Linked DNA regions of Mus musculus: all the other regions are linked to region 1. The links are chromatin contacts, called in public ChIA-PET, Micro-C and promoter capture Hi-C maps. All regions are on one chromosome and are shown on one strand. Each heading gives the region's core, a stretch centred on a gene start, on an enhancer-like site or on the middle of the called end of the contact. The rest is flanking DNA. Distances are from core to core; before and after follow the strand shown.

Region 1 (3,581 bases), core at 722-3,221:
AAGTTCAACTCATTTGCATAAGGTTTTACACAGCTGGAACTAGAAGCTAGGTCTGACTCACAGCAGTGCTTGGTCTCATTGTAAGGTTAATGGACTTAAATGTCTCCTTTTCCAGATGAATTTCTTTAGAGTATGCCACTATATAGAAGAAAACCCAAGTTGTCAACCACATATCAGTAGGAAAATCAACATACTGAGAATTACTGATTTGGACAATACTTCTCTTTCGGTTTATAAATACATTTATTTGGGGACATTTAGCTCTCATCTTGGCTCTCTACATAGTTTTTTGTTTAGTCTCTTAAGTCTTGGTTCAAAGTTCTTACTTCTGAACCTTGCCTTCTCTTTCCTGTTCACTCTGGAGCTCTGGGGATAACGTTGTTTCTCATCTGTGAACCACAGTTCTTCAATTCTCATCTCATAGGCAGTCTTGATCACCACCAGGGGGCAAAAGCCTACCAACTGGTTTTTCTGCACTACACTCTACAGAGGACTGGCACAGTACAGGGACCCTCAGTGACTCTTGATGGAACCTCCCTGCTAATTACTTCAACCACAGGGCCCCAGGGAGAGAACAAAGACTCAGCATAGAGGGTTCTTGTGTCACTTAACCACACAGCAACCAGAAAGAGCTTATGACAGCCCTATCAGTTTAAAAGGAGCAATGAGATCCAAGATTGTTTGAGTGACAAACAGAAAGAGGTGGGCTTTAGAAACTGGAGTCCATAAGTGAGTGTTTTCTACAGCTTTGATATGGATGGTGGTATTTACCAGTTCATCCCCTCAACTATCTCTGTGTAAATATATCAACGGGTTGCACTGCGTGACTTTTCCTTTTCTTTTTAGTCTTGATTTTTCCATTACATGCTTGGTTGATGTTGGCAGTTTACCATTTAGAAATGTCTTCCTTTAAAATATTTTAATTCTACATTTTCACTTGCATTTATGAAATAGTCAAATTTATGGGGGAAAGAAAAAAAGCTCAATGATCAAAAGATCTTTGTTTAGTGGAGATCTTCACAGTAGGAAGCAATTGAGAGGTTTTAAAAAAAAAATAGCAGGTTGGAGCTTTCCAACTCAGGGTCCAGCTCTCTGTGCCCGCCCCTTCCCTCAGCATCTCAGGTACAGTGACTGACTTTAGGCAGGTTGTAGAGGAAGGAAGCCTGAGGCTACTACGAAGTTTCCAGTGTTTACCACCGGGGGGAAAAATCTTTCTTAGGAAAAGTCTGGTCGTTAACCCTGAGGCCCTTTATGATGAGGAGGGTGGGGAAGCTCATTAAGACGGAGCCCTCTTGAGGGCCAGGTCCAAGCAGGAGGGCTGGTCTCCCGGGTCTAGCCCAGAGAAAGCGTCTATAGCACCTGCGGAGCCCTTTTCCACTAGAAAACGTGTTCGCCTCAGGATTTTCGCCTCAGTTTTTCTCTAAGGTTGCGCGCCCCACTCATAAAATGGTTGTCTTTCTGGAGTGAGGATTAGCGGCTCTCCCACCGACCCCCACCCCCAGATCAGGACCCTCGGTTGGCTGGCTGCCTTCCAGGGCTCCTTGGCCAGCTCGCCCCACGCCGCGCAGCGGGGACAGACAGAGCCGCAGGGGCAGCAGTAGGGCTCGAGAGCTGACCCGGGAGGGGACGGCGGCCCGAGGCGCGGCGCACGCAGCCTGCCCGCCCGCTTCCGGCAACTTAAGGGTTACGCCGCCGCGGCGGCGCGCGCCGAGGGGAGAGGCGGTTGCTGACAGGTGGCGCCTGCGCACTGGGAGCGCTCATTGTGCCCCGCAGCTGCCGAACCGCCCGCCTGCCCGCCCGCCGCCCGTTCGGCGCGTCAGTAGGCGAGAGAGTCCGGTGGTGGGTGCGGAGCCCGAGGCCGTTCCCGCGGCTTCATCTCCCTCTCCGTTTCCCTCGTCCCTACGCCTCACCCATCGTCCCCCATCCCGGCTCCGTCACCCTCCCGCCCCCCACACTCAGGACGAGAATGCCCTGCCCGGAACAACCCAGCAGCACCTAGATGGCTTTGGTCACGGTCCAGCGGTCGCCTACCCCCAGCACCACCTCCAGCCCTTGCGCCTCGGTGAGTCCCTCCAGGCGGCAGCTCCCAGCTTCTGTCACTGCGGCTCCGCTTTGCCTCAGCGGGTCCCGCCGAACGCCACTGCGCACGCGCCGCGCCTCTTCCCAGGCCTTGGCACTCAGGCTGCTGCGAACCCCCCACACCCTCATCTTACCGGCGAGCAGCAGCGACTGCCAGACGTTGGGGTTTTTTGTTTGTTTGTTTGTTTGTTTGTTTGTTTTTTCCCCAACCTCCATCACCCGGAGCACCCAGTCCCTCACAGCGCTGGCTCAGAAATCTCCCGTAGCATGCTTCCCATGGCTTGAGCACTTCCTTTCGGCTATGAGTCATTCTTGCTTTTCACCCTCCCCCCTTCTTTTACCCTCTGTTGCTCTGTTGCAGGGAGAGGAAGGGTGGGCTCCTAGGTTACCCCCGACCCACACCCATATCCTTTACGCACACCGTTTCAGGGACCCAGTCAGTGCACTGCGCATCCTTCTTCCGTCTCGCCCTGTGTGTGCCTTTCTCTAGTCCCTGGCATCTCTCTTGTGCTCCGTACAGTTTAGGCTTCATTGGACTGCTCGGTGGTAGTTACTCCCTGGTTTCTTCCCACCCTTAAAAGATGGCAGTGATCTCTGCTTCTTGGACTTCTACCTTTCTCAGTGAGAACCCAAAGCTTCTGGTGCTGCTTGATAACCAGTGCCAATTCATTTCCATCTTATAGACATTTATGCCTTCCACTCATTGCTCATGATCGTTCTTGCTCATGGGTTGTGCTTGGATGGTTCATGACTTCAAATGCTGTGTCGCTAAAGCATGTTTCCAGAAGGAAAACACTCATCAATTAGCATTTTTTTTTCTGCTGGGCTTTTCTATGCCTTCACCTCCACCATGACTCCTTTATAGCTCTAGTCTCGGGCTTCATATTTGTGAATACCTGCTAGCATGTGTTAGCATTGCACCAGTGTGGTAAAATGGGTCTTAAAAAAAAAACAGGCATCTAGATGAAAATATGAGCAATTGAAGAACTATTTCATATAGAATTGTAGTTTTAACATTAGATTTAGTAGTGTCAAGTTGCAAAGAGGCATTCAGTGAACACCATGACTTTCCACTGTATGAAAGAAAGTTGGGTCATTAATATTTGTTAACTGAGATAGGAGTTTGATATCTTGAAAGCATGTTGCCTTGTGATTTCAATATAGTTTCCTGAATTTCAAAATTTTGTTGCATATTGTGGTAGTTTCTTCCTTTGTGAGTTTTCTTGTGTGTTTTTGTATGACTACCCTAATTCAAGAAATTACTCTATTCACCTTGTGATGGTACAGGATACAAAACTGAAATCTGTGGGTAGAAGTTTAAAGAGGCACATTTCCATTAGTTTAGGGAAGACGTTTGTAAAAATCAAGTGCACTGTTTTGCAAAATAGCACACATTGTATCAAGCAGAAGCCAGGGGAGCTTTGGCCAGACAGGTGATATAAAGAATCCTTGCATGGGGGGGGGGGCTTGCTGGACTTTCTAAAGCTTTATGATTCTGTGAT
Region 2 (3,776 bases), core at 521-3,020, 300 kb after region 1:
GCTCCCTCCTCGCCCGGCCTCGTGCCCCGCCCCCCCTACCGCCAGGCCCGCCCCCGCCCCGCCCCGCCTCGCCTACCGCCAGGCCCGCCCCCGCCCCGCCCCGCCTACCGCCAGGCCCGCCCCTGCCCGCCTCCAGGCCGGCGCACGCGTCCTGAACCCAAAGCCGGAAAAGTTAGTCGCCAAGGATCTCCTGGTCTCCAAGCCCATGGAACCACCTCCCTCGGCCGAGATGCGTCCCGGAGCGTTTGTGCGACCATCAGAGCGCAACTGTATCGCCTGAGTAGAATCTTGGAACCCCGCAAAGGGCAGGAAGTGAGATCCTTAAGGACCGGGTGACCCAGGTGGAGACTTGTGTGCTCTTTTGGCAAACCCGCTCAACACGGAATTATGAAATCCTAGCTGTCCCAGAGAGAAGGTCCCGGCTCTAGCGCTTCACCTTCACGTTGCTCCAGTCCTGCTCTCGCTAATAATAAGAACTGAGCCCCGAGCTGTTTTGGGAGGGTCTTAGGCCCAGAAGCCTTAAGAAGCCAGAGCTTTCTTGATTCCCGCTCTCCTTTGCCCAAGGAAACACTGGTCCGAGGAGCTACAGTGCTCAGCTCGGCCTCCCTTGCAAGGGAGCGCTGCAAAGGAAATCCAGCTAAGGATTGACGCCCAATCAAAAGTTTGAAACAGGCCTGCGAGATGGCTCAGTGGGAAACGGTGCTGGCCGCCAGCCTGACGACCAGAGTTTAATCTGTGGACCTAAGTGATTGAAGGAGGGACCTGATTCCCACAGATTGTCCTCTGACCTAGACACACACACATACACACACCCCTAAACAAATCTTTTTAGGTTTGAAATACATCAAAAAATAGTTATTTCAGGCCTCTCCCATGTGCCCGGACTTATTTCACCCACCCCTGCAGAAATGACCAGATGTTGATCTGACCTAAAGAACCACACTTCTCTCTACCAAAGCCCCACCGCGGGGCTAAGCATCCCTTAATCCTCTCCCTCAACATATTCGGCCAGACTCGAGCCTCTTTCCTTTCCTACAGTCCTTCTTGATAAGTAGTGGAGACGCCTAACTCTTGGAAAGCGTCCTTGGGGGTGGGCTGGGAAGGCCACAAGTGTCTACCGGCTAGTGCCCGGATGCCCTCCAGAGAAACGACAGCCACCTCCCTCAAACTCGTGGTCAGGGTCAGATGCTTCAGTCTGCCTCTGGCCAGGTGCAGAGTCCCAGCCCTACTGAGTTATCGCCCAGTTGCTGGTCCTGGCTGGGCGGCAGGGCCAGGCGAAGGAGAGAGAGATAACACGTCTCTAGCTGCAAAGGCAGCAGCGAGTGGGGAAAGTGAAGCCAGCGAGGGATCAGCGCTTTGCTCCCTTCTTGCTTTTTTGCTACTCCTCAATAGCGGATCCTGAGGGTGCAGTGACCCAGGGTCTCCCCTGGAGCCAGACTTCATTGAGGGCAAGGGTAGAAGCAGGCACCTCCCGTTCACCCAGGCCTCCAGCCTCACCCCCTCCCCAATCCTTTCCTAGCACTCCTTGTTCCGCTCTCTCTGGTTGGCCCTCAGGTCCTCGCTCCCGCTTTGTGGCCCGGCTCTCTTTCACCCTCTGCTCCAGCTTGTCGCAATCGCTGTACAAAGGGCTGGGGGCGGGAGTGGGGGGGCGGGCGAGGGGAGCTCGACCCGAACTGGCTGTCTCCTCCTGACCACGACCAATCCGGAGCGCGCGCGCCCTCCTGCTTGGGAGGACTCTTGACAGCCACGGGCGGCCGGGCGGAGCCGCGCGGACAGAACGAGGAGCCCGACGAGAGGACAGCTCCGCTCCCCGCAGCCCAGTGCCTCCCTCCGGGGACTGTCCTGCCAGGCCATGCCTCCGTGGGCGGCCGCTCTAGCGCTGCTACTGGCGGCGCTCGCCTTGCTCCTCCTGCGACCCTGGAAGCGCGCTGTCGGAGCGCGAACCTCAGTCCGGGACCACGAGGAGCAGGAGGTGGCGAGCGGAGGCCCCGCGGATCAGTTCAGCGACCGGCGCGAAGCGCTCCCCGGAGGCTGCAGCCTCATTTGCAAGCCGTCGGCGCTGGCCCAGTGCCTGCTGCGCGCTCTGCGACGCTCGGCGGCGCTGGAACCCAGCCCCCGCTCCTGGCTGTCGGGACCCCACCTGCAAACCTTCTGCCACTTCATCCTGCCAGTCGGGCCCGGGCCTGAGCTAGCCCGTGAGTACCTGCAGCTGGCAGATGATGGGCTGGTGGCTCTGGATTGGGTCATAGGACCTTGTGCCAGGGGCCGCCGGGTCACCAACCCTGGGAGCCTCCCTCCAGTGCTGTTGGTAATCCCCAATGCATGGGGACGCCTCACTCGCAATGTACTGGGGCTCTGCCTGCTCGCCCTGGAGCGCGGCTACTACCCGGTCATCTTCCATCGCCGCGGCCACCACGGTTGCCCGCTAGTCAGCCCCAGACTACAGCCTTTCGGGGACCCGTCCGACCTCAAGGAGGCGGTGACTTACATTCGCTTCCGACACCCGGCGGCCCCCCTGTTCGCGGTGAGCGAGGGTTCAGGGTCCGCGCTGCTGCTGTCCTACTTGGGGGAGTGTGGCTCCTCCAGCTATGTGACTGGCGCCGCCTGCATCTCGCCAGTGCTACGCTGTCGCGAGTGGTTCGAGGCTGGCTTGCCTTGGCCCTATGAACGTGGGTTCTTGCTGCACCAGAAAATCTCTCTCAGCAGGTGGGTAACGGGAACAGAAGTCTACAGCTCTGCCTGGTATGGGAACAGAGCTTTGTGGGTAGGTTGGGGCAAAGTTCTCACGAGGTTTCCAAAGCTGTTCAAACCCTATAATTGACATAGAGCCAGGAAAGTGGGTTTCAAAGCCATATTAGCCCCAGGGCCTCCGTTAGGGCCCCATCAGTTCATCTCAGTCGCAGGTGTCCTAGCAACCGGTGGTCAGCAGAGGCCTGCACCTGGCATTTACCACTTAGTCCATAGCTAGATAGGTCAACAAACAGGGCTCTGGAAGCAATTGCGGCCGATTATCTGTCCAGAATATTTACCTTCAGGCTCTGAGCCAGGAGGTGGCAGGAATGAGAGATGTACAGTCTTTGGTTTTTTTAAATCCTTCAATCTGACAGATGTTTTACATATTTCTAGGTGAGTACACAACACTTATTCCTGTGTTTGTTCTTTCTGAGTCAAGGTCTCATACAACTCTGGCTGCACAGCTGAGGGTGTGTGTCCCTGAACTCCAGACCCTCAGCCTTTGCCTCCTAAGTGCCAAAATTACAGGCATCAGACACCGCACACATAAAAAACAAAAACAAAAACAAAACCCAGATCTCCAGAGGGAGAACAGTTTTAACACCAGGCAAGACTGTCCCACAGAAACTACTTGAATGACATTTCCAGTCTTTCCTAAGAGATGGCAGAAATGAGGTCAGAGGCATTCTGGCAACAAATAGGAAAACCCAGGATATGGGATCAGGCCTGGCTGGGGTCAAATCCTGAATTTGCAGGGAATCAGCCAGCCCCTTTAAGGCTTGCTCCCCCTTCAGCTGAGTAGAGTTAATAACAACACCTCTGCAGGTGCTGTGACCATTACATGAAAGCACAGGACCCTGACTTGCCAACCAGAACTCTTTCTTTCTTTTTTTTTTTTTTTCCTTTGCTATTTTACCTCCTCCTATTTTGCAAAGGTCAAATCCTGAGGCTGAACGAGAGGTGCTGCCATGGCAACTCAGAGGTTTGCTCCAGGGACAGAGTACTCTAGTCTAGCTTAACTGCCTGCCATGGTTTTCACTTCA
Region 3 (3,688 bases), core at 1,042-3,541, 450 kb before region 1:
AGAGTTTACTGAAGGAAACGAGTTTCAGGTCAAGTTCGTTTTCCAGCTGCCGAGCTTGTTTCCTGAGATCTTTTAAGAAAATTACAAAAGTAAATCATTGGTCTATCAGTAGACGCTAAATTCCTAAGATATTTTAAGAAAGGCAACTATGAAAATGATCACATATTGATCTCTGATCTAGTTACTCAGAAACCAAAGGCATGTCTAAGAAAATAAATTGGTCAAGTATTTAAAGTTCAGATGGGAGCCATGAGGGAGGCAGTTGTGGGAGACACACAACCTGTCCCTTTTCTTTCAAAGACAGCTTGACAGCCAGTGCCATAGCATCCCTGAGAATGCTCTCATAGCAACAACCAACTGCTGTAACTTAAAGGGCAACAAGGGGAGAATATAAATCACGGAGAAATGAAGATGGTCTATAACCCTCACATCAGTTTACCAGATAGCTTTCTAAGAAGCTAGCATTCTTTTTGACACAGTTTTCTTTGTTTCAAAACTCTGTTAGGAGTTTGGGTCTTGCCTTTTCGTTTTTCAAACAGGCAAAATACCTCAGCAATTAAACACAAGGAAAAAGCAAAAGCAAATTAATAAAAAAAAAAAAATTGGGGGGGTATCAGGTAAAAACAAAGAGTACACTTTGAACAAGACAAATGTGACAGGTTTTTTTTTTTTTTTAAAGCATATGTTTTAAAAGTAGAAGCAAACAGATAAACTGGTGTAGAAGCTTGGTTTCTGAACGGCTGAATGAAAGGAGCCATACTTGGAAACCCAATATGTATGTACATACGTACGTATGTATGTATGTATGCATGCATATATGTGTATGTGTGTGTGTGTGTTCATGGTGAAATTCAAATGAAAGGAGTAAACACAGGAAGGAATAATGTAAGAATGTCTCAGGACTAAAGAATATCAAGACACTGTGTCATTATATTTTGCAATCCAAGGCAGGAAGCAGAATTATATGGTGGAGTGTATCTACCCAGAGACCAAATCCCACTCCTAACGTCAGCTCAGCCACCTATTGTCTTTGAGATTTACTGATGATCCAGTTCATTTAAAAACCTCAAGCTTTCAGTTTTTCTATACATGCTTAAAGCATCTGGTACAAAGATATATTGTCAATATATTAATTGCTTTAATTATTACAGTATAGTGTTTCAAAAACCCACAGCCTAATGACTATCAATAATGACTATCATAGCAGCTACTCCTATCTACATAGTTTAAAAAGAAATTCTAGCTACGACAAGTATTTCCAAAGGGCATTTTAAATACACATTTTAAACTATAGGCATGTTTCTCTGTAATTCTATTTATCTATTTAGTCTAATGAAAAGCATAAAGTAGAATGTATTTTGAAAACATGACAGAACATAAAATTCAGTCCCTTAGATCTACTGGCTGATGGTGACAATACCATATTTCCCAGGGGCTTCATGGGACAAAAAGAGGAAATAGGCTTAAAAACTAAATAAGCAAAAGGTTAAATGAAACAAAGTGGGCCATTTCTGATCTCTGTGGATCACTGTGGACTAGGAAGGTTTTGTGTGACCTCACTTGAGTGGACCAGACTTTCAGGAATTAAATAAGCACAACTGAAGGTTTTCCTGGCGGGAGACGAACAGCAAACGTATTCATTAGAACCTTTTTTTGCTATCATTTTTAACAAAACCGATCTTGGAGTCCAGGGAAGAAGGTACAGTTATTTTCAGTATTCTGTCACCCAGTCGTCATTAAAGTCTCAATCTCAAATTGCCAGTTGGGGTCCAGGAGGAGACGACCATCCACTAAAATATCCCTGCAAGGCTGGCGCTGACAAGTCCCTCCTCACTCCTAGTTGTCTGACAGTGACCTCAACTCCAAGGTTCTGACTGCTCGTCTTCCGGGCTCTGGATATTGTTGCTCAACACCCTCCTCCCAAGAGCTCGTCCCCGCAGCCCCATCCGGAGAGCCTCACTACCCCTCACACACTTCCATCTGGAGCCTCAGGCGCCTCTTCCTCTCCATCCCGGCTCCCTCCACTCCCGGACCCAACCCCTTCCCAGGTCCGGCTCACTCCGCCCCAGCTCCTTCCCCAAGTTCCCAGGCCCAGGGCTCCTCTTGGACAACCTCATCCCAAAGTGTGGCTCATTCCGTAGCCTGGCTCTTCCCTCTGCTGCCTCCCTCAAGATCCAGCCTCATTAAGTTCACTCTGCACCCGGTGGAACCCACTCCGAGGCCTTGCCCTCACCTTCCCAGTAATTGCTGGTTCCTGCCGCCATCTTTGTTGCCCAACGTCAGTCGGGACAGGCGAGTAGAGGCCTTGAAGGCCAGAGAGTCACCTCCACGCCTTCTTCCACCCCCGAGCGCCGAGGCTGATGGGATACGCTAGCCTCCTTAGACACTGCCACCTGGTGGACAATTCGTTATTTTACAGCTTTAAGTAGCTCGTTTGAAAGCGTCGTTTAGCTGTTCTGGGTGTTCATACCACATCTTTTCAGTCTTCAGTCTTCAATTTCTTCATCTCGGATTGTTCTTTTCAGCGGGTGACTTAGAGGAGAGACACAATTTCCATTATCTCCCCTTAAATAGGATGTCTTGGGACCGGAGGTGGGGGGGTGGTGGTGGTGGTGTCAAGCTTAATGGGGCAGGTGCCTTGCCTGAATGTAAGAGGGTCTGGGTTCGACCCCCAGCATTCCATAAACAGAACATGGTAGTATATGCCTTTAATCCTAGTACTCAGAATGTGGGGATAAAAAGACCAGAAGTTCAAGGTCATCCTCAGCTACATAGAGAGTTCAAGGCTAGGTGGGGATAAATGTCTCAAGAAGAAAAAGAAAAAGAAAAAGAAAAAGTACCTTCAATCAGCATTTTCCTTTCTCAGAGCCAGTGGTTCTTTTCCTGCCCATCTTCCACTGTCCAGTATGTAAAGTTCCTTCCCTGGTTGACTTCCCTATGTCTACAGCAGAGCATCAGTCCTCTGTCCCTTGCTAACAGCTTCCATGTGCCCACAGCCTGAAGCTCACTGATGTCGTTAGACTAGCTGGCTATCCAGCCCCAGTTTTGGCTTTCCCAGTGCTGGGATTACAGACATATGATGACACGCCTGGCCTTTTCATGTTTGTCCTAGGGATCTGAACTCACATCCTAATGCATGCATGCCAAGCAATTTACTGGCTGAGTATAATATGCATTATAGTAATAAATTGTTATGTGTTGTTTAAGTCCATTGAAAAGCTGGTTGTGGACATAGGGTTGTCACCCCGTGCCCCAGTCACACACATACTTAATACCCAAGCATATTTCTTGTAAATTGTCCCAGAGACCCCCTGGCTGGGGATGGGCTACCTGGCTGGCTCTGTGAGAAAGCAATAGTGTAGCAAAATGGCCCAAAGAGTAAAAAATACCAGGTCCGGGAGGACAGAAGGAGAGTATCTGAGTTAACACACCGTGTCCTTGATCACAGCTGATCATTCCCTCTGACCTTCCTGACATAAAGATGCCCACGGTGGGAATGGTTCATTGGACATCTTACCTAAGAGAAGCCGTTCTTCCTGGAACCCTTTTTGTGGGTCAGAGAGAGGCTCCAACTAGCTGGTTTTTGCTCTCCAGGTCTCCTCCGTTGCTTTCTGCTGGATGACGTAAGTGTCTGATCTCATGAACTACTACCTCCTGCTTGCTGTCTCTTTCTTTCATTTCTGTTTGC
Region 4 (4,004 bases), core at 1,304-3,803, 270 kb after region 1:
CTGGTGCCCTATATTCTCATGGCCTGGATCAAGAACAGGCAAGGCTGGTGTCCATTTCAATGTGATATTAACTCACCAGGGCCAGAGTAAGGTGAGCATGGTACCTAGCTACTATGGAAGCCAGAGCCTGAGAGGAACGTCTAAACAGCCCTGACTACCATGACCTCAGCAGCTCCCCGGTCCAACCTCACCAGCAAGATGGCTGACTTGAGGTCTGTCAGCAGAGGTCTTGATGATAAAGCCACTCCTCTCTAGTTTTAGGAAAAGGACCACCCACACCCTTTGTAAGGGAGTAGAGCTGAGACAGTCTGAGGATTCAGTTTCTAGCCTCCTAACAATCTCTAGATCTTTAGGGACTTCCTCAGGCAAGGAAAATGAAGAGCAGCCAGAGAAAACAGGATTGGATCTTTACGTCCTGTCTTCCTCACACTGTAATCCCAGAACCAAATCTCCTCCAGGGCAGGCCTTGGTACCTTGTATTTGCTTTTCCCAGCTCTCTGACCTCCTGTCTTTACAAAGCCTTTATGACAGATAAACTAACTTGGGGTGACCTGGTGGAAGCAAAGGCAGAAAGGAAGTGAACCCCTAGGCTGGCCCGGAGGCTTGCAGGCCCAGGTTATGTTATTATTAAACGGGATGAAATGCAGAGTCAAGTGCTGTACCGGTCTGGAGGCTGGGAGTGAATGTCAGACGGTCCAACCCTCTCTGCTTCACAGTCTGATGTCCAGCCTTGGCCCCTTCCCTTGGGAATTACACAGGTCTTCACACTGAGCTACCATGATTGTAGTGGACCTAAAATCCCTAAGCTTCAGACCCTAATCAAGCCTGCAAATTTGAATCTTTAAGCAACCCAGGGTAGCCTGGGTCCAGCTCTGCCCACTGCTTCGCCTGAGGGGGTGGAGGGTAATGTTGGCACCGTCACTGCTTTGCCAGTTGTCAGCTGGGGTGGCAAGGCACAATTGAGGACTATTAGTGACTTTGCACCCACCTTTGTCCTGAAGAATGACCGAGAAATCATCCCCCAGGCTTCCTGGGTTTTCAAATACAGGGTCTCACTATGTAGCCCTGGCTGCTCTGCAACATGAAGTCCACCCTCTGACCTTACACTTGTGGCAATCCTCCTGCCTCTGCCTCCCCGGTGCTGAGACTACAGGCATGCACTGCCACTTCTAGCTCCCCGGCTTCTTTGAAGTCGCTGCCCAACCCAAAGCTGTCTGACCCACAGGTTTCTCTGATTGGCAGAAAGCAGGGAACCCCTGTTCTGTGCAGGACCTCAAGTCCTTCCTATGGCCCCCTGGCTTCCTCCACGGTGAGAAGGTAGGCCCTAGCACCAAGAGGCAGGAGAGCGCCTTTCAGCACCTGGACAAGGCCCTCCGGAGCATCCCAATAGGGTCTTTCTCACTCCTGGCTCCGAAGCCAGGGCTGGCATCTGAAGCACCCATAGGCTCTGTCCACTCTAAACAAACAGAGACCTGGTTCACCAGGAAGTGAGAGGGCACTGGGTGGGGCTGGAATGCCCGAGGGTGCAACACAGCTTGTTCCCCGATCTTATGTGGGCCCCCTCCCCACGCAGGCCTTTCCCGTCCCTGCACATTCACGCGGGATGTCATGTCGCGTCTAGATCGAGTGGGGTGGACTCTCCCACCACATGGAGCCCAGACAGAACCGACAACCCCTCCCTAGAATCCCTTCAAGCCCCAACGGAGAAGAACACAGGGTCCTTCCACACCAGTCTCGGAGAGCCCGGAACACGTGTGGGCCACCGGTCCTGGAACCAGAGAAGCAGGCGGGGGCTGCTGCCATCACCCACTTCAGGTCAACGAGCACAAAAGCCGCAGCTGCAAACAAAGAAGCGCTGCAAACTAGCCGGGGAGGCGGGACAGGCGGCGCCGCGCCCCCTCCCCACGCCGCGCGGGCGTGCGGGGCCATGGTCCCCGACGGCGCTCCTACCTGGCCGGCGCGGACCTCCTTCTCCAGCTCCCGGTGGCGGTTGTGCCACACGAGGTAGTGCAGCGGGTACTTGCCCTCGGGCCCCTTCCTGGCGGAGGCGTTGGCGGGGATCATCGCCCGCTCCTCATGCCGGGGCCGCGGCGCCCGGCCCGCGGGGAGGGACGGCGCGGGAGCCCGGGCCCGGGGCCGCGGGGCGGACGGCCGGAGCTGTCTGCTCGCGGGGCTGCGGCTCGGGCATGTGCGAGCGGCGGCGGCGGCGGCGGGCGGGGGCGGCGCGCCCGGCGTGGTGCGGGCGGCGGGCGTCCTCGGGAGGCGGCGGCGGGAGGCGCGGAGCAGCCCCCACCCGCCCTGGGAGGGAGCGGGCACTCGGCGGCACGCGGCCTCGCGCCTCCCCTCCCACACCCCCGCACACAAAGACGCCTCTCGGCGGAGGGAGCAGGGACCCGCAGCTGGAGCGGGGGCGCTCGGGGCGCCGGCCCCGGGGTCGCCGCCGCCGCCGCCGCCGCAGGGACGCGCGCCCGCACCCTCCGGCTCCCCTAAGCCGCATAGCCCGGCCCTCAGCCCGAGCGGACGGTGAGGGACAAGCGAATGCGGGGAAGAGAGGAGGGGACCCGGGTGCGCCGTGCTGGGTTAGTTACAGCTTGGCCCCGCAGCATCATGGGGCTTGTAGTCCGCCTGGTAGAACCGTGCGTTTCGGATGACCAGAGATGGTCTGGAACTGATTTCCTGGAAGGGTGGACAGAGAGTCAAACCCGGCCGAAGCGGAGGCCTTACTTGGATGCCAAGTGGGTTGGGGGCGCCTCCACCCTTTGGCATTTTGCCTTTTGCAAGGAAATGGGGGAGGCTTTTAGGGCTGACCTGAAGCGTTGGGTCGGGGGTCTATGGCCTGCAGAAGTGAGCTTGGGTCCCAGGGAGGGTAAAGAGGCATCTAGATTCATAGTGACTAAAGAGTGACCCTAAGAGAGATGCAGGGCATCAGTACCAAGGGTCACTGAAGCAGCCAGGGGTCTGAGAATCGAAATATTTCTCAAATCTTTGCTCTCTCAGAAAATTAAACCCCAGCTTCCACACATCACGTTGGAAAAGAGAATGTCTAATGAGGCGAAGAAGACAGTCTTTCCCCTACATGGCTCAGCAAGAACCAGGATGAGGTTGAGCAAAGACAGCAGCAGGTGGCATTTCCCCACCTCCATCCCATGTGGGTCCCTGCCTAAGGAAAATGACTGAGTCCAGATTGCCTGCTTCCTGAAAGAGCAGAGAGACAAGCGCTTCCACAAGGAGCCCTTGCAGAGAGTGTGGTCAAAGTCAAATTGGCCTCTGTGGCGGCCACCTGCAAATGGTAAAAGGACCAAGATGCCTTGGGAGAGAAAATGTCAAGAGAGTTGTATTTAAATACCGTAACAATTGCTTGATCTTAAACAAATTGCTTATCCTTCAGAGTTTCTCGGCCCACTCACCTCTAAACTGGGATCAGATACTACCTCATGGGATGAGCTAAGGGTATGAACTGCCTGAAAACGGCCCCTCTCTCCTTCAACCAGCCTGAGACAGGTGGTAGGAGCGAACATGTTGCCTTCCTCGAGCCCACCTCAAGGCAGAAATAAGGAATTCCTGGCCAACCCGATTTAGAACAACAATCTAGAGAGTGTTTGTGTGGGAAGCGACAGCAAAAGCTTGCAAACTCCTTGCGCCCTTCTTGGGTTTCTTTGTGTGTTCTTCTCTCCTGCTTCCTGCACACCCAGTGGTGCCAGGCCCGGGAGGACTGAGTAGACTGCCTCGCCCCTTTCTGCAGCCTGGGAGGAGCCGGTAGGCGTCTCTGCAGCCCAGAGCCGCAGCCCACCTCCACCGCCAGGGGTCAGCAGAGTGTCGTGATTGCAGCCCGAGTTGAGGAGGGGGCTAGAGAAAGGAGGGGCAACTAGGAGAGGCCGCGAGAATGCCTGTACAATTCCTCATTAAATCGTTTTCAAAACCTTGTGTATGATTCCATTTGAGCTGTTCAGTTCCTGGGATGATGACATCTTCGGGGAAGCCAGAAACCCTTCTTCCCCCATCTT
Region 5 (3,885 bases), core at 887-3,386, 370 kb before region 1:
TAGGAAGATCAGGAGCTCAGGTCATACCTGGCTACATAGCCTGTCTGTAGCCAGTCTGGGCTACATAAGAAATGATTCCAAGTCTCACAGAGAAACGTCTTTCTTCATCTTTACCTTCAGCTCATCTGCCAGTCAAAAAAACCTTCAACTCATGATACAAAGATCCCAACTACCGCCCTCAAAAGCCTTACGAAGATACACATAGGGAATATGCTGGCACAGCTGGTGCTCTAGAAAGGAAAGAGGTACAGGTTTACTTCAGACAAGAAGACTCTATCTGGAGTAAGTACCATCTTCCTCCATTCCTCCTTCCTCTTACTATTCATCTCTGAAGAGTTAGATCATAGCCCCTCTCCAAGAGATATGTTTGCAGCTCATGCACATTTTGTCATGGGGCACAGTTTCTGTCAAGTTTTAACTGAGTAAACCTCTCATATGTAGTTATAACAGCTCTTGTTACATACTAGGTTTTGAAGGTCCTCATACTTCTACTTTTTACCTTTTAAAACCCCACGCGGGCTGGAGAGCTGGCTCAGCCCGTTAAAGGCTAGGCTCACAACCAAAAATATAAAACCCCACAGGGTGCTTAAATGTTACCGATGTCAATGTCTGGCTGTACTACCGCAGTAAGAAAGAGTACAGCTGGCATCAGAAATGAAGCAGTTCTGATCTGTGGGGGTTTCCCCTTATTCCATACTCCCCTAAGCAAAATCAGAAGTAAAGGCAGGAGAATGGGTTTCTATCCAGTAGCAGAGGAAGTGACTGGGGGTGTCGTTTGCTATTTCTGAACTACATTCTGTCTCCCTGGCAGTGGAGCACTGAGTAACCAGGCTTAGATTCCCCGATGTTAGTCAACCAGTCTGCCCTTCAATTTCCCCGTATGCAAAACAAGAGTACCAGTGGTGTCTAGAGGATATGAGTGGTGTCTAGGTCGCCCGGTTGTGGTCAACATCGAGTGACATAATGCAGTCGCAGAAAGTGCTTGCCACAGTGCTTCTAGTGACAAGCTTAGCTACATACATAATGAAGGTGCTAACTTAGGAATCCTTAAAATCCGTACCCGTTGCTCATATACGATGGTCTTTCAAAAATAGGGATAGAATGGGAGGGGGGAAAAAGCCCCCCGGCTTGCCCTGCACAAATGACAGCCACAAGCAGGCTTCTTTACAGTTAGCAAGAGGAAGAGGTACTGCAACCTGGCCTCCGTTCCAGTTACTGGGTGTCACTCTCCACACCGACTGCCCCCGACCCCTTAGGCTGGCAAGCACTGTTTGGGCGCCTGCTGGCTGTCAAAATAAGCCTCCTGGCCTCGAAGGCTCACGTGGGACCGAAAGCAGTCAGGCAACGCTTACTTGTTCCTGCGGATCCAGTCGATGAGGGCGCGCACCTCCGGCACCTCATCCAGGGAAGGTGGCTCGCCGGTGCTGAACTGGTCAGGGAAGCTGCGGTTGAGGTCGCGGCCTCGGCTGTTGTCACGGCCGCTGGTCCCAGGCGGGCCGCTGTCGCCGAGGCCGCAGTCACCCTCGCGGGCACGTTCGAAGCCATCCGGGTTCAGGCTGGGCAGCAAATACACGTCGGTGGTGTTGAGCAGGCGGACCAGGCGCGGGTCCCCGCGGCGGTAGCCCGACGCCAGCTCGCGGGCCAGGTAGACCAACACCTGGCGTGACACCGTCTCGTCGCCGTGCATGTTACCCACCAGCTTCACCTGCGGCCGGCCGGGCAGCAGCGGCCCCGCGGCGTCCAGCCCCGCGGCGGCGGTGGGCGGCGGCCCCAGGCCCGCTGTGAGGCGCAGCACCCACAGCGGCCGGCCCTCCACCGAGCTGCCGATGCTGAAGAGACGCGCCAGGCCGGGTGGCCCCGCGGCCGCCGCCGCTTCCAGCGCCTCGCCCAGCGCCGCTTCGTGGTAGTAGTGGTCAAACTGGCCCTCGGCCGCCTCGGAGCCGCCAACGGTTGTCGTGGTCGCCTCAGCCTTCTTGATGTGCGCCGCCTGGGCCGAGCTCCTCAGTAGCAGCAGCAGCAGCAGCAGCGGTGGCGGCGGCAGCAGACGCAGGCGTCCCAGCCGCCAGGGCGGCCGCTCATCCCGGCCGCTCGCCATCTTCCAGCAACGCCGCTAATACCGCTCCGCTCCAGCGGCTCCACACTCCGGGAGGCGGCAGCCCGCCGGATCCCCTCCGCGCCTAGCAACCCCATCCCGCCTTCCAGCCTTAGCCAATCGTAGCCTTGAATGCTTGGGTGTCACTCTAGGGGGCGGGGCTTTCCTTAAAGCGGACGATTTTCCCTCTGGGCGTGTCTCCACTCCAGTCCTTAGGGACTTTAGTCGCTTTCCTTTCCTCCACTAAGGTTCTACCCTCTGTCTTCCCGCCTCCCTATTTCCTCTTCTACTTCTCTCGTTTTGTTTTGTTTTGTTTTGTTTTGTTTTGTTTTTTGCTCAGTCTCTTCTTTATGGCTTCTCCTCTGAAATTCTCTGAGAGCTTTTACTAGCCCCCTTCTTCGTTGCAGCATTTCTTAGCTACGCTTTAATGCTTTAGAGTCAGTAATCAAAAGAATCGAAAGGTTCCAAAGATTAAAGGACTCTTGAGAAAATCAGGAAGTTAGAAAGAATCTTAATCTCCTTGGAGAATCAAAGACCTCCTTAGTCCCATCTCCTTTGCACCTTCCTCCCCGCCCCCCCCCCATCCCCCTTGATCGGTTCTGCCTGGGCTTGAGCCCATCTGCCTACATGCAGTTGAAGAGAATGAGACACCTCATAAAGCAATCAATTCTATTTTTGATTTGTCGCGTGACTAGGTATCTCCTTTATTAAGTGGAAACTTCCATAGTAGGCGCCCTCTGTCTTAATGTGGTCTTAATTGGCCATTCAAAAGTGTTGGATTGTAACTATCTTCTTTGTGTGCTGGTCTCTGCTCTCACTGAGGAGATATCGTTTTTTAGTGACCTTACCCTCCTCTCACACTTCTTTTGAGTAGGAGCATCTAGATCACCTCTATACAGCCATAGCTATAGTTTTGGAATGCTGTCTTTAAGAGATAGATTTGCCATGTCTAGAAATACCTGCTTGGCAAGTGTACTTCCCCCAAGGTATTTGGGTAAGTCCAGAAAAACCTAACCTTCCAAGTAAAGTTTAATCACGTTAGCTTGAAGAAATTTGAAGTTTGGCAATCCTTTTATCAAGCGTGAAATTCTAACCCATCTAATGACATAATTGTGATAACCATTATCATTCCCTTCTTTCGGTGCTGGATGGTTCGAGTTTCTGAACTCTAATTGAATCTTCATAGAGCCCGTGGAATTCACTGATTACTGAGTATTTATTGAGTAATTGGTGTCTGTCAAAGCTAGAAGCTGGGAAGCAAGGCATTGCTTGCATAGTTAGAGATCCAATGCAGGGATGAACAATGCAATACATCTGTGGGGACATTCCTGAGGAAAACCTCATTCAGTCTGAGGAGAAGGCAACCAAGAAGCTAGGGAAGAAGCCAAGATGGGAGTGAAGAATTCTGGATAGAAGGAGGAGCATGCACGGGAGGTTGGAAAGTTTACGAGCAGAGCCTAGGTGTTCTAGAATTGTTTGTAGGTTCAGGTTACTGGTGAAGGGGATCACAGAGGTATCAATAAAGAGCCAAGGATGGGTTTGAAGCTAATTTAGAAAAATCTCCCCCTGGCAGTAACTTGAAGAACAGAATAGGCAATCTTAAACATGAGGCCAAGAGACCCACAAGAAGCACATAATCCAAGAAGGTACTGAGTCCTTGAACAAGGATGGAGCTGGTGGAAATGGAAAGAAATGGCTGGAAATGACTTTAGGGGTGAAATGGGACAGTTCCTGCGGACCCAGAGAGAGGATGGCAGGCTGGCTCCAAATTGAACATTGCCATGGTAACAAGC
Region 6 (3,861 bases), core at 429-2,928, 270 kb before region 1:
CCCCCTTTTCTTTTTGTGGGGCTGGGGGCTAAATCCAGGGTCCTTGTGCACGCTAAGCAAGTGTTCTACTCTTGAGCCCAGCCTTATCACCTCTGTTTTTCTAGCGTCTGGCTCTCACTGCTAGCTACTACTTATATAGCACTACTGTGAGATAGCATAGGTTCTGTTGCATGTCTTTCCCACGTTAATTGTTTTGAATGTGTATGTCTCTGTGTATAGGTGTGCACATGGGATGAGTGCCCATGGTAGCCAGAAGGAAGTGTTGGCTGGACCCATTGGAACTGGACTTACAGTTTTCTGACTTGAGTGTTGGGACCCGAACTTGGGTCCCCTGGAAGATCATCAGCAAGTGCTTTTATCTGCTGGGCTATCTCCCAGTCCCACATCATGAGTCTCTTGATGACAAGATTAAAGTTTTTAATTTTTTTTATATCAGCAGAAACTTGCTGAGGACCTGTTACACCACAAATGTTGAATACAATTTTATTCTTTGGGCTGAGTCCAATTGGGCAGGAAGTTTGAACATCATTTTTATTGTTTATTTATTTGTTTGTTTATTTATTTATTTATTTGGTGAAAGGGCCCATGATTTCTTTCAGCATGAGTTGTAGCTTGTTTCTTTTTTCTTCAGAAAATGGAAAAAATAAAAAAAAAAGCCCCACAGGATAGGGTAGTTGATGGGCTCCCTTGGAGATGGTTGCTATGTCGAATTGCAGGTCTTTAGCTAAGTCTCTCAGGGACACAGAGACTGAATTCTCAAGTGACAGATGGCTGTCTGCATGTGGCACTTTCCAGACATCAGAATTCCTCTGAACCATGGGTGATTTTCAATTTAAGACTTAGGTTTTAGGCTCCATGGAAAATCTGAATAGTAAGGCTACAGTGTGCATTTGTACTTATTTTATTATGCAGTGGACTCTCCCGCCCCGTCTTGAAAAACTGATTAATTATCTCGAAGACTCTGTGTGTGTGTGTGTGTGTGTGTGTGTGTGTGTGTGATTTACAGGTTTTGTAGATATTAGCAAAAAAAAAAAAAAAAAAAAAAGCATAAAATTGACGTAATCATTCTCCTTAGCCCAAGCTGGGCTCAATAGGAACCACTCATGAGCCTTGCGAAGCCCAGAATGTGTAGATGAAATGAGCAGATGTGTATTTGTAGAACCGTGGTAGTAGCTTATGGGTGGGTGGGAAAGAGATTGGTTCCAAAATCCTTTCAAATACAAGAACTTTGTTCTCACTAGACTCTAAGCAACAAGTTGCAATTGAAAAAGATGAACAGATTGGTCAGCTAAGTGCCTACAGGAAAAGCCTTTGGGTGGATTTCTTGAGATCTGCCGTCCCATGGCTAATTTTGGGTCCCTTACTTCCTTTTCACTTCACAAAACCTCCTCTGGCTTCTCAAAGGAGTTCTAAGCGTCAGTTTCCCCAATGCTAGACAGTGAGGGATCTGGGTTCATCAGCACGGAACCCTCAGCCTCCTTCCTCTAGGAGCTTGGGATCCCGGGAGGGCGCCCTTGAAGCCAGGAAGAGGGATCACAGATGGCGGAGGGCGCAGCCGAGGCGAAGAGTGAGCAATGCTGGCAGTGGGGGCTGCAATCGTGGGTGGCTTCGCCCTGCCGCTCCCGGGCCGAGGTGCGGGCCCCAGAGTCTGAAAGGCCGCCCCTGTCGGCCCTCCCCCGGGCGGGGCTAGCCCCGATGGCGCTGACTCAGCAACGCGAGGGGGGAGTTTTGTCCCTCCGCGGACCCCGTTTCTCTCGGCCACCATTGAGCGGGTTTCCTTCTTCCGGCGCTTAGGGTGCGAGAACCAGGTCCGGCCAGCTAGGCAGCGGACTGTAGTGTAACCCCAGAGCTCACCTGAAAACCCTGAAAACTAACGTTTCCTCCACGAAGCAGTTTGGGCGCCATGAACAACGCAGGTGAGGCACCGCTGGTACCACGAGTGTTTTCCCGGGTCCTCTCCCGGGCTCGGCGGACCCGTGAGGCCCGGCGGCGTGAAAGGCCGTGGGATGGGATGGGGGTGGGTGGGGAGGGGGGGACGGACCTAGGCGAGGGCCGGGATGTAGCCCTCCGGGAGGGTGGGAGAGCACCAGGAGAGAGACGACATCACGCGGGGAGGATGCCGGGAGAGGGCTTTCTGGTACAGCACTCTGCAGGATGCTCTTGCGAAGTTAAATCTAGGATCTACGGTGACCCTATCCTAAAGCTGTCCCCGTCAGCCTCTTTGGGAGGGGATATAATTATAATGGCGTTTGATCTTCCCACAGGACTAAATTCGGAGAAGGTATCTGCTTTGATCCAGAAACTAAATTCTGACCCTCAGTTCGTACTTGCCCAGAATGTCGGGACCACCCACGATCTGCTGGACATATGTCTGAGGAGGGCCACGGTCCAGGGTGCTCAGCATGTGTTTCAACACGTTGTGCCTCAGGAAGGCAAGCCAGTCACCAACCAGAAGAGCTCTGGTGAGGTCTACGACTTCTTGCCTACTTTATTGACAGCAGCACATTTTGTTGTCCTAAAAATGGCCCTGGGATAACAGAGCTTTGTAGCATTGACAGAACTTGTAGTAAGCCAGAGAATAGGCACTAGAAAAGGGCAGGCCCAAGAACATCACCTGTGTGGTGGCTTCAGTGTTCTGTGGCCTATTAGCATTTAGTTTGTTTCCTAACGTGACAGATGGTGGTCTTTGAATGCATATCATCATGTTTTGATATTATGTGATGTTGGATGTGTGCGGTTTGTTCTCGTGCAGTTTTAATCTTAACAGTTCATCTAGAAGTAGCAGAAGAGAGAAACAGCTTATCAAGTTGCAGACAGATAAACCTAAAGCAAAAGATGAGCTATGTACTAACAGATTTGGCCTGTGCCAAATAATTAATAATTAATGGAAAAATATCCATACCATAGGAGATGTCCCAGAATTGCCCTAAAGTCCAAATGTATAAAATAGAAAAAAACATAAAGTGATTACAACAGATTGTAACCGGCTATTTTTAAATATGCTCTGTGGTTGCAGCTGGAGTTGCTATTCTCATAGTTCCTGTCAGTAGTTACTTTGTAGTATTTTGAGTTCTCATTCCTTGCTGGCTGAGAATTGTTGTTTTGCTGTCTGCTGTCCAGTTACAACTGTTGAAAATACATCTACACTGAGAGATTGGTTATCTAGGAATCCAAACAGGAGAAATAGTCTCAAAAAAATTGAACCAAAGGGACCTTGCATTTTTTTTCCCCTTATTTGGAAACTACTCCAAGTCTATGTGTATTGACAGAAAATATGTTATTGCTACTTAAGGCAATTCAAAGCTCAAAGGATACATTTAACATGGGTATTATTTTGCTGTGAGTCAATTATACCATAGAAAATTTGATTTTTAAATTTTAAAGGAAAAAAATTATGACCTTGCAATAATCTTATTATGTAGCAGAAAGTTCTTACTTAGCACTCACAGGCCTTCATTCAGAAGGACTTGGGATGTGTGGTCTGTCAGATGATCTAGTTAATATGTCACAATAATCTTAACATGGCCTGATCGCAGTCTCTTAGGGTAAGCTTGGAAATGTTAATCTGGAATCGGGCAGGTGGTCTTATGTGATAGATCATGTTACTCCAAATACTAGTAGAACATGAGCATAGTACATGGGTGATGTAATATACTTCTGTGAAATATTCATCTAAATAGCTCACCAAGAAGTAGCAGAAATAGGAATGGTGTGCAGGAGAGAGGCAGTGTACAGATAAGCCTAAAACAAAAATTACTCTATTAAAAAACACAATTTAATTTTTTTCTTTGTTACAAAATCACTTTTGTTCAGTGTAGAAAATCTGTAGCCTACCAGGAGGGAGGTGTTTTTTTCTGTTTA

What was found. Promoter capture Hi-C pulls out the DNA fragments that hold promoters and counts their contacts. A called contact is a pair of places that touch in the nucleus more often than the background predicts. ChIA-PET counts read pairs in DNA pulled down with a chosen protein or histone mark.
Region 2: an RNA polymerase II ChIA-PET map of memory CD8 T cells shows a contact between it and region 1, with 84 read pairs. The contact joins the promoter of Abhd15 here to the promoter of Ssh2 in region 1. A contact is called at or near these places in 6 of 39 promoter capture datasets (the 3T3-L1 cell line, 3T3-L1-derived adipocytes, the C10 cell line and 2 more), 1 of 15 datasets of contacts at CTCF or cohesin (large pre-B cells), 3 of 484 Hi-C or Micro-C datasets (CD4 T cells, the HL-1 cell line and embryonic stem cells), 5 of 115 datasets of contacts at active chromatin or transcription factors (craniofacial prominence, embryonic forebrain, forebrain and 2 more) and 3 of 9 other capture datasets (adipose tissue, liver and pancreatic islet).
Region 3: a Micro-C map of embryonic stem cells shows a contact between it and region 1, with 3 times the contacts expected there. The contact joins the promoter of Gosr1 here to the promoter of Ssh2 in region 1. A contact is called at or near these places in 1 of 39 promoter capture datasets (liver) and 1 of 484 Hi-C or Micro-C datasets (embryonic stem cells).
Region 4: a promoter capture Hi-C map of pre-B cells shows a contact between it and region 1, with 2.6 times the contacts expected there. The contact joins the promoter of Ankrd13b here to the promoter of Ssh2 in region 1. A contact is called at or near these places in 20 of 39 promoter capture datasets (the 3T3-L1 cell line, 3T3-L1-derived adipocytes, the C10 cell line and 13 more), 1 of 15 datasets of contacts at CTCF or cohesin (large pre-B cells), 11 of 484 Hi-C or Micro-C datasets (the HL-1 cell line, the HPC-7 cell line, cortical neurons and 5 more), 21 of 115 datasets of contacts at active chromatin or transcription factors (the 230-238 cell line, the NIH/3T3 cell line, the SCID.adh cell line and 17 more) and 3 of 9 other capture datasets (adipose tissue, liver and macrophages).
Region 5: a contact with region 1 is called in a Micro-C map of embryonic stem cells, with 4 times the contacts expected there. The contact joins the promoter of Cpd here to the promoter of Ssh2 in region 1. A contact is called at or near these places in 3 of 484 Hi-C or Micro-C datasets (cardiomyocytes and embryonic stem cells) and 3 of 115 datasets of contacts at active chromatin or transcription factors (effector CD8 T cells, embryonic stem cells and pancreatic cancer cells).
Region 6: a contact with region 1 is called in a promoter capture Hi-C map of liver, with 2.7 times the contacts expected there. The contact joins the promoter of Blmh here to the promoter of Ssh2 in region 1. A contact is called at or near these places in 5 of 39 promoter capture datasets (hematopoietic stem and progenitor cells, hippocampal neurons, liver and 2 more), 2 of 484 Hi-C or Micro-C datasets (both in embryonic stem cells), 1 of 115 datasets of contacts at active chromatin or transcription factors (bone marrow-derived macrophages) and 1 of 9 other capture datasets (macrophages).

The regions. Positions count from the first base shown.
Region 1 is chr11:77,214,454-77,218,034 of GRCm38.p6, forward strand. It overlaps Ssh2 (slingshot protein phosphatase 2), which reads left to right and starts at 1,972. Exons shown (of 15, transcript NM_177710.4): 1 at 1,972-2,062. The coding sequence starts at 2,000. It also overlaps a transcript of Efcab5 not described here.
Region 2 is chr11:77,513,347-77,517,122 of GRCm38.p6, forward strand. It overlaps Abhd15 (abhydrolase domain containing 15), which reads left to right and starts at 1,771. Exons shown (of 2, transcript NM_026185.4): 1 at 1,771-2,706. The coding sequence starts at 1,853. It also overlaps a transcript of Trp53i13 not described here.
Region 3 is chr11:76,761,287-76,764,974 of GRCm38.p6, forward strand. It overlaps Gosr1 (golgi SNAP receptor complex member 1), which reads right to left and starts at 2,292. Exons shown (of 9, transcript NM_016810.4): 1 at 2,234-2,292; 2 at 1-69. The coding sequence starts at 2,264.
Region 4 is chr11:77,487,489-77,491,492 of GRCm38.p6, forward strand. It overlaps Ankrd13b (ankyrin repeat domain 13b), which reads right to left and starts at 2,554. Exons shown (of 15, transcript NM_001373882.1): 1 at 1,951-2,554. The coding sequence starts at 2,064.
Region 5 is chr11:76,844,872-76,848,756 of GRCm38.p6, forward strand. Cpd (carboxypeptidase D) reads right to left here and starts at 2,137. Exons shown (of 21, transcript NM_007754.2): 1 at 1,353-2,137. The coding sequence starts at 2,095.
Region 6 is chr11:76,943,978-76,947,838 of GRCm38.p6, forward strand. Blmh (bleomycin hydrolase) reads left to right here and starts at 1,679. Exons shown (of 12, transcript NM_178645.4): 1 at 1,679-1,916; 2 at 2,265-2,462. The coding sequence starts at 1,904.